Linked DNA regions of Mus musculus: region 1 is linked to region 2. The links are chromatin contacts, called in public promoter capture Hi-C maps. All regions are on one chromosome and are shown on one strand. Each heading gives the region's core, a stretch centred on a gene start, on an enhancer-like site or on the middle of the called end of the contact. The rest is flanking DNA. Distances are from core to core; before and after follow the strand shown.

The links. Promoter capture Hi-C pulls out the DNA fragments that hold promoters and counts their contacts.
Region 1: a promoter capture Hi-C map of embryonic stem cells shows a contact between it and region 2. The contact joins the promoter of Atxn7l1 here to the enhancer-like site in region 2. A contact is called at or near these places in 4 of 39 promoter capture datasets (the C10 cell line, embryonic stem cells, hematopoietic stem and progenitor cells and 1 more) and 1 of 9 other capture datasets (liver).

What each region holds. Positions count from the first base shown.
Region 1 is chr12:33,145,521-33,148,220 of GRCm38.p6, reverse strand. Atxn7l1 (ataxin 7-like 1) reads right to left here and starts at 1,250. Exons shown (of 11, transcript NM_001374022.1): 1 at 306-1,250. The coding sequence starts at 486. F730043M19Rik (RIKEN cDNA F730043M19 gene) reads left to right here and starts at 635. Exons shown (of 6, transcript NR_015602.3): 1 at 635-1,089.
Region 2 is chr12:32,999,109-33,001,808 of GRCm38.p6, reverse strand. The region is part of intron 2 of Gm40874 (a long non-coding RNA gene); the gene reads right to left. It also overlaps the pseudogene Gm24922. Among named protein-coding and RNA genes, the nearest start is that of Gm40874, 4.4 kb to the right of the region's middle. Within about 2 kb of position 1,323, at least 27 of the 459 cell types and tissues checked have an H3K27ac peak or open chromatin away from gene starts, as enhancers often do.

The DNA of each region.
Region 1 (2,700 bases), core at 1-2,500, 150 kb before region 2:
AAAAACTATGCAAGCAGCAACAGAGTCGCCTTTTAAACAGACACCACCGTGGGGCTGCGAAAGCCCACCCCGCAGGCTGCCTGCCCCGGAGAGCCAGGCACAGACAGACAGACAGCTTTGCTGGCAGCCGGGCCTCTCTGTGCTCTGATGGTCTGTGTCTGTGTGTATTTATTTAGAGAGAGAGAGAGAAGCATGGAGGACGCCGGGGGCCACTCTCTCTCACACACACACTTTTTCCCAGTGGCTCTAGGTGAATGGAAAGGTTACAGGATAATAAAAGGAGGTACAGGCGGTGGGGTTCTTACTGTCGGAGCAGTGTAATTTGGCGGCGTCGATCCAGGAGGACCAGGGTTTGCCCAGAAACGCCTCCGGACTGGGCACTTTGCGGTGCAGTGTCGCCATTGCTGTTCCTTCTTGTTGCTTTTTCCCTGTTCCTTCGGCAGCAGCAGCCGAGAGACACGGGATTCGAGAACGCTCCGACGTCATCTTCGGAACGTTCCGACATTGAGTGTTCTGAGAGGGGGAGGAGGGCGGCGGAGGAGGCGGGAGGCGGGGCGCGCTCGGCCCTGCCCGGCCCTGCTGTGCTGCGTGCAGCCGCTGGGGGCGCCAGAGAGGCGCCGTGTGCGCGGGGCTCGGGAGAGCGCGGAGTCCGGCAGGCTGAGAGCAGAGCCTGAGTGCGCCGCCGGTTCAGCCGGGCAGGGTCGCCTCGCGCCAGGATGCTGCGCCCCGCCGCCCTGTCCAGCCAGCAACCCTGGCGCGACCCCGGGAAGAAGCACAGGTTCTTTCGTCCAGTCGCCGCTGGAGGACCGAAAGTTTTGCTCGCTGCAAGTCTCTTCCTCCCAGAGTCCCAGTCACCCACCATGCGACGTCCCAGAAGGATCCCGGAGGCTTAGTGGGAACGAAATCGGCTGTTTTGCACCCCTCCATCCTTATCCCTCAGGGTAGAGCAGGGACTCTAGAGAGTACACCTCCCAGCTACCATCCACTTCACCCTGTCTCCTCTCTCGGTGAGCCTTGGAATCCGGTCTCTTCGCAGATGCCTTCAGGAGTCAGAAGCAAAGGGGAAATGGACATAACTCCGAGAAACCGGTGAGTGGGGGCAAGGGGAGTGATCATCCCATCCTTGGTTTCATAGCAGGCAAAATTCCAAAATCATTTTGTCTCTGGCGTTCCCGGGGATCTGTGCGATGGTTGTGTGTCCCAGCTGGTAGAGCCACTGCGGAGACTTTGCTCCGCGCACACCAGAGACTGAGCGAGCTCAAGGCTCTTGGGTGATGCTAAGCCCCTCCCTCAGACCCAGCACTTGCACAGAGCAAGCAGGTTGGCCAGAGGACTTCGCATCACCGGAGAACCTGACTGCCAGGTGTGTAGACGCGTGGCGCTTTGAGATGTCTCTTCTGACCCTAGGGGCTGGTAAATGAGACCTTAACCTTCTGTTACCTCTTTAGAATTGTTTGCTTACTAGGAATTCCCTAAACTGTAAAGACACCCTTACCCCCGTAATCAATAACTTTTCTATTTGTGAAGCATCCTTCCATTCTTACCACTGCTGTCCCCGGGAGCCCTTCTGCTCCACACTGAAGCGTTGCTTAATTCTGGGCTGTATTCTGGTGGGGCTGGAATGTCCTGGCACTCAGCACCATGAACCTCAAAACCTGCATTAGGATGGGGGCGGGGAAGGAACCTCTGGAGGCTTGTTTTCAGCTGTGATGTGTGTGCGCGAGTGGGCCTGCCTCTATGGGACATGGATAATTCTCAGGTTTGGATGAATTGCTACCTAACTAAGGTGCCAGTGGGTAAGGAATTACCTTACTTTAAATACTTGTGGTTTGGGAAATATTTCTCAGACCTTGACATCTTAGATGAGCCAGGCGCTGTACCTGACATTACTTCACCCATGCATCTTTTTAAATAACATTGTTTCTCATGGACCGGTTGCCCAGGGTCAGAGAGAGAGGGAGATCCATCCTGGTCTTCACAGAGCTGCAGCTGGAGAACGATCATGCTTAGCTCTTCAGGGAAGCTAGGCATGTGTACAGTGACCCCAGACCAGTGTGGCAAGGGTATGGACTTTCACGGCAGGGCCAGTTCCTTGGCGGAAGTTGAAATGAGCTAAGAGTGTTCAGAAAAAATGTGTCACCAAGAAAACGGAATCTGCTCTGCATATTAGAAATTGGGAAGATCTTATAGTAAGCTGAGGTCTGGTCTTGCCTAGAAAAGGGGACCATGCAGAACCTTGGGTGAATGTAAGCATATGTGGGTCGATGGTGTGGCTTAGCTGTGTAACGTCTTGTGTCCTACTAGGACCATCATTGGGAGCTAGCTGGAGGCAGCTAGGAAAAAACCAACATGTTCCATTCAAACATGTCCCCAAAATTGCTTAATAGACTTCGACTTAAATGAATCCATCTATCCCATCTGCCACTCTTGCTAAATTTCTCTGAGCATCTCAATTTGTGAGGACTTTGCTACCTACACCATTCGTTTTTCTCTAAGATTTCTCAGCACCTGGAAGGCAAGTGTACCACCCACCTTGCTGGTTGGACCATGTTGTTTATTTTTCCTACCTCACTTCTGGTGATAGATTAGAAACAGGACTAACATCAGAAATCCTCCTCGCCACCTAGGAATACCAGTTGGAGGGATTTCAGCTCTTTGTTAATGGATAGCACTAGAGCCCAGCCATGAATGAGCCGGGCA
Region 2 (2,700 bases), core at 74-2,573:
CCTTTCACAAGAGTCGGCTTCTGCACTTGCTGCTTTACTTTGGATAGACTTTGGCTTTGTTTAACTTTCAAACTCTTTCCTGCCTTTTAATTCTTTAATTGGTGGAGAAAGCAAATCAGGTTCCTGCACCTTAGATGGCATCACAGGTATCAGCTTCAAGGATTCTGGAGTGGGGTTTCAGAAAAGGGTTCCATTGGCCTTAGTACCTTCAATTCACTTAAAGATGAGAGGACCCCAACCATGTCTGAAACATGGCCTCACCTTGGGTGCCCTGAGGTATGTCTAAATGCTGAGTTTGACACTAGGGGAGAGACACCTTCTTTTACCTTTGTCTCCTGGCCCTTTCCTTGCCTCCAAAGCTTCCTGTTTAAACTTGAAGTCCTGTGTTCAGGATGAGTGGGATTCCTTCCTGAAATGATCTATAGAATGTCTGTTCATTCCCCTGAACTGCTTCTCCCAGCCTCATACTGACTGCAGATTGTTCCATGTAATACAGAAAATATTCACTTATACACTTCCTGTTTTCTTTTTCTTTCTTTGAGAGAAGGACTCTCTGCATAGCCCAGGTGAGTCTCAAACTCAGGTTTCTCCTGCTTCTGCTTCTTGAATGCTGGGATTCTTGGCATTGCCACCATTCCTGGCTAAGCCACTTGTTTTCCTAAATGATGAGACTCTCTCTGTGACTCTTTCTTTGGAGGATTTTCTCTAAATAAGCTCTTCTCATTACAGGAAGACGGATTGGCTATCCTCCAAAGGTAGAACATAGGAAATCATGTTGGCTCTGCCATCCGAGGCCAGGTGTAGATCTGTTTGAGGAGGAGGGGTGTAGGCTCAATAGAACTTGCAGGAGGTGAAGGATGTGGTTGCTGTCTCCAAACCATCCCGCTCTGGCCAAGCTGGGGTTATACTTCTTAGCCCTCCCCATAAGTGCTAGGCCAAAGGGCCAGAAATATATGAGATCATATCGTGGCTCTGCTGTGTGTCTTTGGGTGGGTTACCCACCTGTCTGTGTTTCTGTTTCTTTGTTGATTAGAGAGGAAGAATAAAAGCTGTGTCTCTGGGTACAGGTTAAGTTAAAATTAGTATGAGCTGCTTCATGTGGTACCCACACATAGCAATTTCTTAATCAGTGACCAGCTGATCGTCTGAAGCCTGCAATGCCTGAGGAGGCTAGTATTAGGAAAGTGGGTATTTACTAGCAGTGTTGCCATGGAGATGAGAATCACTTGGGAAACACAGAATTCTTTGCAGAAATTAGGGAGAGTCCCTCTCTTATCTCAGTTCTGGGAAATGATGCTTAACGGTGATGAATGGTGATCTCATGGATGTGAGGACGTCCTCCAAGTATAATGTAGGAGAGCCTTTACTCGGGGCCTCATGCTGTAGGTGGCTCAATGTCACTTCCTTAGGTCATTGTTGATTTCCTGGATTCATATCCTATCTCACCATTCTCCTGGTCCTGGTTAAGAATGCAAACTCCTGAGCCACAAAGTCAGAGGCCAGCCTGGTCTACCTAGTGAGCTCCGGGATAGCCAGGGCGATGTGAAGAGATACTGTCTCCCTTCTCCCTGCCACCAAAAGAATGCAAAGTCCTTTGTAGGCACACAAAAATGATATCTTGAAGCTATGCATGGTGGCACCCACCTGAAATCCCAGACTTGACTGCTGAGTTTGAGGCCAGCTTAGGTTACAGTGTGAGACTCTGTCTCAAAGGGGGAAAAAAGTGTTGAATAAGAGGGGGAGGGGAAAAAAGAGAAAAATGAATGAAAACAGAGAAGCTTAGCACTCCCCTTGACGCTTAGCACTCCCCTTGACAAGGATGGAAGAGGCCCTCGGGCCTAACAACACCCACATGATTAAGGCTGCGCCAGCCACATCAGAGGCAGAAGCAGAGAGGCAGAGAGGCAGAGAGAGGCAGAGAGGCAGAGAGAGAGGCAGAGAGGCAGAGAGGCAGAGAGAGAGGCAGAGAGGCAGAGAGAGAGGCAGAGAGGCAGAGAGAGGCAGAGAGGCAGAGAGAGAGGCAGAGAGAGGCAGAGAGAGAGGCAGAGAGAGAGGCAGAGAGGCAGAGAGGCAGAGGCAGATCTCTTTGAGTTTGAGGCCATACTGGTCTACAGAGTGAGTTCCAGGACAGCCAGGGCAACACAGAGAAACCCTGTCTAGAAAAACAAACTAACAACAATAAAAGAGGAGGGGAGAAAAAAAAACAAAATGACCATTTAAAATCTTTTGTATCTTTCCTCTCAAATCCTCTTTTTCCCAATAAAGCCTAAGTGGCAGAGCAATCTGACATCATCTGGGTCAGTGGCAACTGAGTTCCTATACAGTGCTCTCCAGGCTACCGCAGACCAAGAGCAGCTATTGTCCTAGGGCTGCCAGGGCTCCCCTTAGTAACATTCACATGGGCCAGCAAGATGATTCAAGGAGTGAGAGTGCATGTCACAGAAGCCTGATGACCCACATAAAGTTGGAAGGAGAGAACTGACTATACAAAGTCACCCTCTGACCTATACATGCCCTCTGTGACACATATACTATCTACACACACACACACACACACACACACACACATTGATGATGATGATGATGATAAATTTAAAATAAAATTTAAAAAACACACACAAAAAAATCTGCAGCCTCCATGCAATGATCAAAAGTGATCAACAGGAACTAGAGAAACAGCTCACTTGGTGAAATTTGACC